Regions from separate parts of the Mus musculus genome. Here region 2 is linked to region 1. A link is a contact called in public HiChIP or PLAC-seq data. All regions are on one chromosome and are shown on one strand. Each heading gives the region's core, a stretch centred on a gene start, on an enhancer-like site or on the middle of the called end of the contact. The rest is flanking DNA. Distances are from core to core; before and after follow the strand shown.

Evidence for each region. HiChIP or PLAC-seq counts read pairs in DNA pulled down with a chosen protein or histone mark.
Region 2: a contact with region 1 is called in an HNF4G HiChIP or PLAC-seq map of pancreatic cancer cells. The contact joins two enhancer-like sites. A contact is called at or near these places in 2 of 484 Hi-C or Micro-C datasets (embryonic stem cells and pro-B cells) and 3 of 115 datasets of contacts at active chromatin or transcription factors (embryonic stem cells and pancreatic cancer cells).

What each region holds. Positions count from the first base shown.
Region 1 is chr4:150,268,098-150,274,481 of GRCm38.p6, reverse strand. No RefSeq gene overlaps it. Among named protein-coding and RNA genes, the nearest start is that of Rere, 11 kb to the left of the region's middle. Within about 2 kb of position 1,466, at least 157 of the 459 cell types and tissues checked have an H3K27ac peak or open chromatin away from gene starts, as enhancers often do. A contact at or near this core is called in pancreatic cancer cells, where this site is marked.
Region 2 is chr4:150,971,552-150,978,453 of GRCm38.p6, reverse strand. Gm30120 (a long non-coding RNA gene) reads left to right here. Exons shown (of 4, transcript XR_390979.2): 1 at 1-45. Among named protein-coding and RNA genes, the nearest start is that of Gm30120, 5.9 kb to the left of the region's middle. Within about 2 kb of position 5,038, at least 42 of the 459 cell types and tissues checked have an H3K27ac peak or open chromatin away from gene starts, as enhancers often do. A contact at or near this core is called in pancreatic cancer cells, where this site is marked.

The DNA of each region.
Region 1 (6,384 bases), core at 217-2,716:
CATCTCAAGCATGGATAATTTTTATAATTAAAAAAGAAAGAAAGAATGCAAGTTCTTTGAACATATGGCTGGTAACTAGCCTTCCTAATCTTCCAGAAGTACTCAAGCTTTGGAACATGTAAATTATTTTCCCCTAAAACGCCTTAAGCAGAACTAGAGCGACTCCGCGGCAAGCCTTGCAACATACTGGAGCTTGTTTCTGGGCCTTTCCGACGGAATTGGTGAAAACCCAAGCCGATAATGTGCTTTCCTCACCTCCGTTGCACTTTTTCAGGTTGAAACAGGAGCAAGGGGCACTGGTGGCGCACGCCTTTGATCCCAGCACTTGGGAGGCAGAGGCAGGCGGATTTCTGAGTTCGAGGCCAGCCTGGTCTACAGAGTGAGTTCCAGGATAGCCAGGGCTATACAGAGAAACCCTGTCTCAAAAAAAAAAAAAAAAAAGAAAGAAAGAAAGAAAGAAAGAAAGAAAGAAAGAAAGAGGGGCTGGTGAGATGGCTCAGGGGGTAAGTGCACCCGACTGCTCTTCCAAAGGTCTGAAGTTCAAATCCCAGCAACCACATGGTGGCTCACAACCACCTGTAACAGAGATCTGATGCCCTCTTCTGGAGTGTCTGAAGACAGCTACAGTGTACTTACATATGATAAATAAATAAATCTTTAAAAAAAAAAAAAAAAAAAAGAAAGAAAGGAAGAAAGAAAAGAAACAGGGGCAAGGGCTGCCCACTTGCCTTCTGTCTATGTAGCCACAATGGGGTTTCACCTGATTCCTTCCTCTCTAGTCCCTCTGGCTTGCAAGCCAGACAAGTGACTGACTCCTGAAAGCCTGCCCCTGCCCTGCACTGCAAGGGAAAGATGGGTGCTCCTTGTGCTTGCTTGCAGTAAAGGTAAGATTGCTTTTCTAAAGGAAGATGTGGGCTAGGGAGAGGGTTCCTTAAAGGCACTTGCTACCAAGCCCAAGGAATAGGGTTCCACACCACCACCACCACCACCCACCCTGGGATCCAGAGGCTGAGAGATCCTACGTCCACAGGGACCCTTTGACCTCCATACACTAAACGTGCCACAACATGGCATGTGAGCAAATACACACAGAGACACACACATACACACACACACACACACACACACATAAAACAAAATCATAAGTGTAAGCTGGGCATGGTGGAGCATGCACGTGATTCCAGCACTTGGAGGCAAGGAGATTATTAGTTCAGCCACCATAGTGAGTGGAAGGTTGGCACAGGATTACATAGGAACCTATCTTAAAAAAACTAAGAATAAAATGTTTTTTAGAAGAGGCATGAGACACCCCTTTCCTTTGTTTGTATGTGTCTGATTGTGCAGAGCAGCTGAGGTTCCCAGTTCAGCCTTTCACTCTGCTGAATTTTATTTTACGGTCTGTTTGCCAGCATGCTCAGCTGGGGTGGCCTGATGCTCTCCTCCTGAGTCACATTGACTCAAGTCACGAGGATGCCTTCTAGATGAGACCTAAGTCCACCTGACCACTTGTGGTTATTAAGAGTCTCCTAGGACCTGTGAAAGAACTGAGGGGCGGAGACAAGGAGGTTCATTGTCTTGGCCCCGATCCAAGTTTGATAATTAGGAACCCTCCTCCCTCTGTCTTCCTGCCGTTTCGGGGAGCTGTGCGATTCCACGCTTCCTGTTAGAAACAGCTGTCCACTGTTAACTGAGTGAGCCAGGGAGGGGGAGAATTCCACCCTCGGGGAAGCTGCATTTAAAGATAAATATTTTCCCCCTATCCTGTAGATTGCTTGGGTTGAAGGTGTTGTTTTCTAGGGATAACAGGGGCATGATAATTGGTGCTCATAACTGCACAAACTGTACTTTCTCTAAAAGCCAAACAAACAAGACAAAGGGGCCTTTAGGGGCCTTTACGGGCCTTCCCTCCTTAACAGGATTTTCTAAAATCATGTTTAAGGAACCCAGAAGTTAACTGAATACCTGACAGGGCAGAACAACTCTCTGATGTGGGAAGAACACCAAAACTCAGCTTTGCCAGACAAGAGCTGTAATGTCCAGGATGGTCAAATCTAGGCCAGTCTCCTCCATTCTGCTCAGTCCCAAGGATGATTGTGTCACATCAGCGGTGTGCATGAGGTACTGGAGAGTGAACTCAGAGCCCCAAACCTTCTAGGCAAATGCTCCGACCCCGAGCCCGCAGCCAGACAGTCCCTTACATTTTTTTTTAATTGTATTTATTTGATGTGTGTAGGTGTTTGGCTTTTATGCGTGTCTCTGCCACTGTGTGCCTGGTGCCGGAGGAGGGCAAAGAAGACATGGAATCCTATAGGGCTTTATTTTTTTGAGACAAGGTCACACATGTAGCCCTGGCTGTCCTGGAAGTTTCTCTGTAGACCAGGCTGGCCTCACGCTCATAGGGATCTATCTGCCTGCCTCCGCCTCCTGAGTGCTAAGATTAAAGTGTGTGCCATCATGACTGGCACAGGTTTTATTGACTTACTTGCAGGAAGGGGGGGGGGCACAAGTGTACAGAAAAGACAGTAAGAGATTGGTAGAAAGTACAAGGTGACCAGGCAGAGCAGTGGGGACTCTAGGGGCTAAAATTATTATTCTTTATGGTAGTTTAATCCCATGCCTTTAATCCCAGCACTTGGGAGACAGAGGCAGGCAGATTTCTGAGTTCGAGGCCAGCCTGGTCCACAGAGTGAGTTCCAGGACAGCCAGGGCTACACAGAGAAACCCTGTCTTGAAAAACCAAAAGAAAAAAAAAGGTAGATACAGAAGGTGGAGAGATGGCTTAGCAGTTAAGAGCACCAGGATGCTGGCCTGGAAACATAGCTCAGTTGGTAGGGTGCTTACCCAGCACACACAAAGCGCTGGGTTCAGTCACCAGCACTCCTGTACCAGGCATGGTAGTACTCTAGTGCTCCACCGTGGTTCAAGGTCATCCTCGGCTACTTAGTAAACTCCTGACCAGCCTGGACTCCACAAGACCCTAACTCAAAATAAATAAATACAGCAAGCAAGAAGCCTCAGCAGGCGGGGAAAGGTGCTTGCTGCATAAGCCAGGCAACTTGAATTCAATCCATAGAACCTACCTTATGCTGAGAGAGGAGAACTGAGCCCACAGGGAATCAATCTCCACAAGCTCCATGGTACCCAAGCTGCCCTGGCCTCCCCATCACCAATAATAATTCTTTTTACCATTTTGTTTGTTTGTTTGTTTGTTTGTTTGTTTGGACTGGGCATGATGGTGCGTGATTTTAATCCCAGTATGTGGGGGGTAGAGGTAGGTGGATCTCTGTAGGCTCAAAGCCAGCCTGGTCTATAGTAAGGGCCTCTCTTAAAATGGGGGAGGGGTGCCGGGCGGTGGTGGTGCACGCCTTTGATCCCAGCACTTGGGAGGCAGAGGCAGGTGGATTTCTGAGTTCGAGGCCAGCCTGGTCTACAGAGTGAGTTCCAGGACAGCCAGAGCTATACAGAGAAACCCTGTCTCAAAAAAACAAAACAAAAAGAAAACCAAAAAAAAAAAAAAAAAAAAAAAAAAAAAAAAACGGGGGAGGGGCTACCTAGACATCTCGGCAAGTAAAAGATGCTTGTCCCCAAGCTGAGCAACCTGAGGTCGACCCCCTGAGCTCACAAGGTGCTGCCAGCTGTCCTCCAATTGCCACAGCCATGCCTCACTAATAAATCAATAAACATAATAACAAATGTACTTACCAGTGTTTTGAGATACCTCTAATCTGTAGATCAGGCTGGCCTTGAATTTAGAGATCTACCTGCCTCTGCTACCCAAGTGGTGTGCACCACCACACCTGGCTCTGTAATGATACCATTTTAACTCATTTTTATTTTTAAGCATAAATATGCATCCATGTCTGTATGAGTGAGGGTCTCCTTGGAGATCAGGCAGGTCCCTTAGAAGCCTCTGGAGCTGAAGCTACCAACCCCACATGGGTACTAGGAATCAACCACTGAGTCCTCTGCAAGAGCAGGACACACTCTCAACTGCTGAGCTATTCTCCAGCCCCTGAAAATATTAAGTAAAAAAGAGGGTTCGCCAGGCAATGGTGGCACACGCCTTTAATCCCAGCACTTGGGAAGCAGAGGCAGGTGGATTTCTGAGTTCGAGGACAGCCTGGTCTACAGAGTGAGTTCCAGGACAGCCAGGGCTACACAGAGAAACCCTGTTTCGAAAAAAGCGGGGGGGAGGGAGCAGTAAAGGAAATAAATAAGATAATAAATCATTTTTGAAGAGAAAAGAGGACTGGGGAGATAGCAAGTGGGTAAATGTGCTGACTAGCAAGTCTGAAGACCTTTGTTCGTTCCCGGGACCCATACGTCAGAGAGAGCCAATTCCCACAGGTTGTTCTCTGACCTCCATACATGAGCCCCTGCACACACGTACCTCCACCCAAAATAAACAACACTAAAAAGTAAGAGATTTGCAATGCACGTCTTCCCTCGTGGAGCCTGATGAAACTACACTCTGGCCTCAGGAAAAGCAGAGACTAGAAGCTGGGGCACAGGAAGGGCAGGAACACAGCCCACTGCCCCTTGCGTTAACACTAGCTCACCTTCCCCCAGCAGGCCTGTCCCCAGACAGCTCTCCTCCACTCTACAGCCTCTCTCATGGCCTCTACTTCCTCTGAACCGTGCCTTTCATGTGGTTTCTCTTGGCTTCTCTGGTTTTTCTGTAGCTTGCGGCTTGTCAGCTTCAGGGGCTTCGGCCAAATGCCTCATGACTTGGGCATTTCCTAGTTAAAATTCCTGAGCGGGGGGGGGGGGGGGGGGGGGAACTAAATCAGCTCAGCCCTGTCCTGGTCACTGAAGACTGTCATATACACAAAACCAAACTGTCTCAGGGCAACAGCTTCTACAAAGAGAGGCAAGGCAGCTTCCCGTGGAGGCCAGGGTGGGGGAGGAATGGCTCCTTTCTCTGATGCTGTACGAATATTTGATATAGGGCCATAGATTAAGAATAGAGGTTTGTGGTTGCGGTATGGCTCAGTGGTAAAAGCGCTTCCTACACACAAAACCACAAGCATGGGGATTGGAGTTCAGATCCCCAGCACCCATGCAAAGCAAGGTGTGGCAGCACACATCTGTAATGGCAAAGCTCTTACACCGAGATGCGAGGCAGAGACAAAAATATACCGTGGAGCTCTCAGGCCAGCTAGCTCGGCTTATGCAGCATTAATGAGAACCTCTCTCAATGTGGAAGCTGAGAATAATCACCTGCGCTTGTCCTTAGACTTCCACCCACATGCTAGAGCACATGCGCAACCACACTCGAACGCGCATGCGCACACGTATACTCTCGCCCGCGTGCGCGCGGTCGCACGCAAACACATGCACTCACACTCTCGCACACATGTACACACACACACACACACACACACGGATGAAAATAATGCTACTAGAGATAGGCTGTGCTCTGGCTTGCCTATTACCAGCACGTACAAAGCAAGAGAAGAGAAGGACGAAGGGGAGGCCGCCATGCTTGTTTACAGTGCTCAGCTCTGGAGTCCAGAAATCCAGTATGATACTGCATCTGCTCAGCCTCTGGTAAAGGCTCATGCTGCCTGGACTTGTCGGGAGAGCTTAGAGGTCATCATGGAAAAAAACACAGCAAGGAAGGGTGTGGGCCGGAGAAGCAGCTTCTTATTAGTAATCTCCTCCCTTGGGACTACACACTTCTTCAAGGACATTGAGCCTCCTTGACGACCTAATTACCCCCTGACAACTCCACCTCTTGGATGACCAAATTTCCACAAGAGTTTCAAAGAGGACAAGCCGTGTTCAAACCGTAGACCTAGGTAATATGAGTAACTGTAGTGCGCTTAGAAAGAGCATCTGCGGCCAGTTTGTTGCATCAAAATAACAGCGACTACAACAACAACAATTACAGAGGCTGGAGAGCTGGCTCAGTGGTTAAGAGCACTGGCTGCCCTTGCAGACAACTTGAGTTCTCACAGCTAAGTTCCAGGGCCTGCCAACACCTCTTCTAAACCTCCAAGAGCACCAGGTATGCACACAGTGGGCGTGTGTACAGGCAGAAAAAAAAAAAACATTTATACACATAAAAATAATCTTTTCAATAACAAAAAAATACAGTTAGAGGAGCTGGGGCTGTAGCTTAGTGCTGGAGTGCTGGCCCAACAGCATACTGCTCTCTGTTGTACCTATGAGCCAGCCATGGTGGCGCTCAATGGGACCCACTATGTAGCAAAAGGTGATTTTTTTTTTCTTTTTTGTTTTTTTGTTTTTTGTTTTTTGTTTTTTTGATTTTGACAGGGTTTCTCTGTATAGCCCTGGCTGTCCTGGAACTCACTTTGAAGACCAGGCTGGCCTCGAACTCAGAAATCCGCCTGCCTCAGCCTCCCAAGGCGTGCGCCACCA
Region 2 (6,902 bases), core at 3,789-6,288, 700 kb before region 1:
GGTGATTAAGAACGTGCATTGCTCTGGCTGAGGATGTGAGTTCAGGTGGGTGTTCATGCCTGCCTGTAACTCCAGCTCCAGGGGAATCCGATGCCCTCTTCTGGCCTCTGTGGGGACTCACACACATGCTTAGCACAATGTAACAGGCTCCAGGCAGCTTGATAGGGCTCAGAGATTAGAAGCTGTGGCTGCTCTTGCAAAGGACCTGGCTTTGGTTCTCAGCCTCCACACGGCAGCTCACAACTGCCCGGAAGTCCAGTACCAGCAGATTTGGTCCCCCCGAGGCAGGCATGCATATGTATATATATGTACATATATACATGAAATAAATATAAGCGAATAAAATATAAATAAATTGTTCTTAAAGAAAGTAACAGGATGCAGGTGGGTGTCACCCAGAGACGTCACACTGGTTTGGGAAGTAGTTCTAGTGGTTAGCCAGGATGGCTTCAGCCTCTTTCTCCTGTTGCCAAAGCTTCACCAACTCCTGGAGCCTCAGCTTTAAAGACAGACTATTGGCAGCCAGTAGGGTGGGGGTTTTCTGCTCCAGAATCATAGCTCTAACCAGAGCGCATCATCTCCCGTGCGTTCTCCCCTCTTGACTTTCCACCAGTCCACGGTCAGCACAGCCTGACATGTCCCAGAAACTATCATGTTGCTTAGGGGTTTTGGGGGGGTGGGGCATGGGATTCAGGGAGTAATTTGCAAATGAAGGCTCAAGTCTGGCTGTCCTTGTGGGGACCCCACATTCCTTTCTCTCTGCATGATGTTCACTCTTCCCTGCCAGATGGTCTCGGGCGGAATGTTGTGGGTATGACAGAGATGAAGTTGGAAAAATTGTCAGGCACTTTTGTAACTTTAACTTTTTTCAGCCATATTTTTAATGATGGTTCTTAAGCACTCTAACCTCTCTTTTAGCCCATTACCCTCCAGAGGGAGTGGGAAAGAAAGGATACAGGGGAAGTGGACCTGTTTAGAAAGGTTCTTTGGAGCGGCTCCTGTCTGTGTTGTCTGGAAATCAGCCATTCAGTTCACAGGTCATCAGTGGGAGCTCGATCCACTCGCAAACTCTTCACGGATAGATACATCAGCAGCCCAGTTCAGTAGAGTCAGGCGAGCAAACAGGAATCAGCAGAGGTGACACGACCTAGCAGAGACAGCCAGGCCTCAGAGTCAACAGGAAGGACCAGGAGGAATGCCAGGAAAAGTTCTTGGCTGTGCCTCTTCCAGGGAAGCAAAGATCAGAGAAAACTCGAGATCCACAAGTGTTGCACAGCTAGCTCTATGAGCAAGCCTAGCTCAGCCTCCGTCCCTGTCTGTCGAGTCCTGTTTACGTGCCCTCCAAACATCATGTGTCCTTCACGTGTCTTGCCTCAGCACAAGCACTGTCTCGGCTGACATCACTCTGCTAGTCAGCTGGAGTCTGGGGAAGCAGCAAGAAACTGCAGCACACCACCAGAAGTTTTTTTTGGTGCATTTCTGTCTATGGAGTCCTGACAAATGCAGCTTAATTAACCAAATGTAAGGTGGATCAATACATTTATGCCATTAAGAAAGAATCCTTCATCACCTGTCCTTTCACAGGCTTACTTTAGCAGAACATCCTTTCACCTGTGTCTGCTTCAGCTAACTGTTCCTTCACGTGTTTGCCCCAGCAAAGCACCATCCAACTGACTTTCCAAAGAACCCCAAAGTTTCAATTTCACAGTTTCATACCATTCTTAAGAAGTTCCAAGACAGAATTAAGTCACTGGAGGGCCTTTCCATCTGAGGTACCCAGAAGCAGTCTTCCATCCAAGGGACACCTTACAATGTGGTAGCCAAAGGACTCTGGTGTGACACATGGAGGCAGACAAACGTGTGTGAATGGAGGCTGAGCAGAATTCAAGCAGAGGTGGTGACCCCTCTGCTGGATGACAATGGTAACCGCTTGCAGGTCTGCAGCCACAGAACACCACAGTAAAAACGAGTGTGGGCCTGAGGCTGTGGGCTCTGTTGGCACAGTATTTGCCCAGCATGTATGAAGCCCTGGGTTCCGTTCGCACAACTACAAGAACTAGGTATGCTGGTGCAGGCTGTGATCCCAGCACTAGGGAGGTAAAGGCAGGAAGATCAGAAGTTCAAGGGCATCTCAGTTAAATAGCAACTTCAAGACCAGCCTGTACTACATCAGTCTCTGCACACACACCCCTTATATATGTGCATGAGTGCATCTGTGTGTGTGCATGCGTGCCATTGCAGCTGAGACTGGAGATGCATCTCAGTAATAGAGTGCTTGCCTAGCATAGAGAAGACCGTGGGTTCTAATTCTAGCATGACTATGCACACACACACATACACACACATACATACATACATACATACATACACACATACATACATATACACATGCATACATACACATACATACACACATACATACACACACAGAAACACATAAACAGACATACATACACACAGAAACACATAAACAGACATACATACACACAGAAACACATAAACAGACATATATACACACATATATACATGCATACCCACATACACATATATACACACATATACACATATACATACACCTACAGACACACACAGACACACATACATACACACACATACACACACATAAACACATAAACAGACATACACACACATATATACATGCATACCCACATACACATATATACACACATATACATACATACATACATACACACACAGAAACACATAGACATACGCACACACATATACATGCATACCCACATACACATATATACACACATATACATACATACATACATACATACATATACACACATACACACACAGAAACACATAGACATACACACACACATATATACATTCATGCCCACATACACATATAGACAGACATACACATACAGACACATACATAGACACACACATACACACACCTAGAATTTAAAACCCATTAGAAGTGAACTTAGGTCAGTGATCATTCTTTTAAAATGAAGCCACTTCAGGGTTGCAGTGTAAAGGTTGAGAACTGTGTGTCCTGAGAGATTCATGCTGTTATGGAGTTTGCTCTGCTCTCACTTCCCTCTTAAGCTGAGAACCGTGTGAAAACTCTAAGGGCCTTCCAGCCCCTCACTGGGCAGTCTCTCTGGCACTCACAACTGCTTGACCTCTTCCTGGCATTGCTGCTGGAGCAGATTAATGATTCAATCACCACCCTTGGAAAGAACTTAGAGGTGTAGATTGTCAACTCTAACCACCACCCTTAGAAAACATTTGGAAAAGTAAAGTTGTTAATGAAGCTAGGCTAAGATGTTTTTGCTACTGCTTCTGATGTAGAAAACCTTAGGGGGCAATTTGAAGTTCAGAAATGCACGTTCTTATTAGTTAAGCTAGGACCTTTATGATCAGGGAACAAGAACAATGGCAGCACTGGCTGGCGTGACTCTCACTGAGGCTGGACCGGTGACAATTGATTTCTTGTGCCCATTTTGCCCTCAGCTTCCTGATGTGATTTAGTAAGAATTGCTGACGAGTAGATATGTATTCTGAAGATTTAAAATACATGTGATTGATTTTTATGTAAAAGCTTACATTTGTGATTCTTTTAAGATTTTTATAAGATTACTTTTAAAGATAAATAATAAAAATAATTGATCCTTTCTTTGTAACCTGCCAGTAATAGAAACTGGCTGAGAAAATTACCTCACCTGCTCACAGATTGTTAATCTCTTACAAGTTCCTTGGTTATGAATGTATGTGGGTTCTGGGCAATAATTTGTTTTCTTAACCTGTAGTACATAATGTTATTTCTTGTAAAAGTATTGAAGAACACACTGGTTTTTTTCATAGTCATTCACTAGAAGAAAAATAGAACACAATCACATTGTAACTTTATACTGCTTGGCAGGTTTCGTTGCGATGTATAAACCGTGGGAGACAGAATAAAGTTGTTGGAACATTGTTCCTTCCATCCATCAACTATATGTATGTGTGTATACATGTATGTGTATGTATGTATATATGCAAAGTTTGTGTGGGAGTATGTTGGAACTTCGTTCCTTCTACCCTCCAAGTCTATATGTATACATGTATGTGTAAGTATTTGTGTAAAGTTTGTGTGGGAATGTACTGGAATTCTGTTTCATCCATCAGGTGTGTGTGTGTGTGTGTGTGTGTGTGTGTGTGTGTGTGTGTGTGTGTGTAAAGCTTGTTTGGGTGCATACTGGAGCTTGCTCCCATCAACCAACTGTGTGTATGTCTGTATGTACATATGTGTATTGTGAAATGCTTGGAATTTGCTTGTTGGACCTTTGCTCCATCCATTCTATGTGTGAATATGTGTATGTATGTATGCATGCATGTATGAATTTGTACATATGAAGTTATTCTGCCTTTTGTTTCATTTACTCAGTGTGTATTATGTGCATGTGTGGTATGAATTTTCTCTCTTTCCTTCTCTTTCTCAAAGACCTCAAGCAGTTAAAAGAATTCAGAGTCTAAGCTGGGCAGTGGTGGCACAGGCCTTTAATCCCAGCACTTGGGAGGCAGAGGCAGGTGGATTTTTGAGTTCAAGGCCAGCCTGGTCTACAGAGTGAGTTCCAGGACAGTCAGGGCTACACAGAGAAACCCTGTCTTGAAAAACCAAAAAACAAAACAAAACAAAAAAACAAAAAAAAAGGAAAGAAAGAAAGAAAAAAAGAAAAAAGTTCAGAGTCTCTCACTGACCACAGGGAGTGCCAGCTCAGTGAATCAAGCTTTGTTCCCTCAGAGAAAAGTCTGCTGAGTAATTTCTCTAACTGCTGGCTGCCATAGGGAGCAGCCCCCGTCAGTTTCTAGACTAGTTCTGGCATCTGCTCTTAGCACTGACCCCTTGCCTGCCTGCCTCAGTTTACCCACCCCACGGATGCCAAAGCCGGTAATTGGCACAGCTCCAAGATGGTTCTGTTGCCCTCCTGCCCCACTTGCCCTGACTCTCCAAATGTGCTGCACCCACGTTTGGGCTCAGCCTCTGACGTGTCACCGGTGAGTCATGGCTCTTGCTCATTCCGGAGCACGGTTGGCATCCTGGTTTGTACCAGAAGATGCCAGCAGCCTCACTTCCATCCTGCTGTGTCTGGGCCTCATCCCTATGGCATGATCTCTGCCTTCTGCAGGAGCCACCCTGGTGACCTTGTCTCAAACAAACCAAAATCTTGATAGAAGGGTAGACCTCACATATGATTTTGAGTGTCAACTTGACACAAGCTGAGTTATCACAGAGAAAGGAGCCTCCTTTGAAGAGATGCCTCCATGAGATCCATCTGTAAGGCATTGTCTTAGTCAGGGTTTCTATTCCTGCACAAACACCATGACCAAGAAGCAGTTGGGGAGGAATGGGTTTATTCAGCTTATACTTTGCACATTGCTGTTTATCACCAAAGAAAGTCAGGACTGGAACTCAAGCAGGTCAGGAAGTAGGAGCTGATGCAGAGGCCATGGAGGGATGTTTCTTACTGGCTTGCTTCCCCTGGCTTACTCAGCCTGCTCTCTTATAGAACCTGAGACTACCAGCCCAGGGATGGTCACACCCACAAGGGGCCTTTCCCCCTAGATTACTAACTGAGGAAATGCCTTACAGCTGGATCTCATGGAGGCATTTCCTCAAGGGAGGCTCCTTTCTCTGTGATAACTCCAGCTTGTGTCAAGTTGACACAAAACTAGCCAGTACAATTGGCCCCTTGTCAACTTGACACACAAACACATCATTAGTAAGCCTCAACCCTTACATTCTTATTCATCCCCAAGGTCTAAATAACTTTAAAAGTCCCACAGTCTTTGCAAATTCTTAAAATTTTTACAATTAAAAGTCTCTTAACTGTGGGCTCCACTAAAATACTTCCTTCGAGAGGAAAAACCATCAGGACACAGTCACAATCAAGAGCAAAAATTAAATGCCAACTGCCCAATGTCTAGGATCCAACTCACGATCTTCTGGGCTCCTCCAAGGGCTTGGGTCACTTCTCCAGCCCTGTCCTTTGTAGCACACACTTTGTCTTCTAGGCTCCAGCTGCCTGTACTCCATTGCTGCTGCTGTTCTTGGTGGTCATCTCATGGTACTGGCATCTTCAATACACTGCATGACCCCTTCAGTCTTGGGCCATCAATTCCAACTGAAGCTGCACCTTCACCAATGGCCTTCCATGGCCTCTCACAGTGCCAAGCCTCAGCCACTCTTCATGACCCCTTCGTGCCTTCAAAACCAGTACCACCTGGGTGACTCTTTCACATTACCAAGTCCTGCTGCAGCACGAATTAAAACCTTGGCTATCTCTGGAACACAGCCTCTTTGTGCTTTCAGAAAACATTTCCCAGAAGATGTCACCTCAATGATGCTGGTCTCTTTTTAATCACAGCTAATTTCTTAGCTCCAGCTAACCAGCATCAATAGTCCCAGTAATGCAAAGGTTTCACTTTACTAGTTCTGGTATCTTGTTAATCACAGCTGATTCTTCAGCCCCAGCTAACCAGAACCACTGAATCTTCACAATCAAAATAGCAATGGTCCTGAAAAGAGTCTTTAATCTTCCCTTTGAAACTTCACAAGCCAGGCCTCCATCTTCTGCACTGTTGGAAACATTATCTTCCAAGCTCCTACACAACATCCCACAGAGCTCTTAACACTGAATGGACCTGCTAGCCCAAAGTTCCAAAGTCCTTCCACAATCCTCCCCAAAAGATGGTCAGGTTGTCACAGGAATACCCCACTTCTGGTACCAATTTGTCTTAGTCAGGGTTTCTATTCCTGCACAAACATCATGACCAAGAAGCAGTTGGGGAGGAAAGGGCTTATTCAGCTTATACTTTGCACACTGCTCTTTATCACCAAAGGAAGTCAGGACTGGAACTCAAGCAGGTCAGGAAGCAGGAGC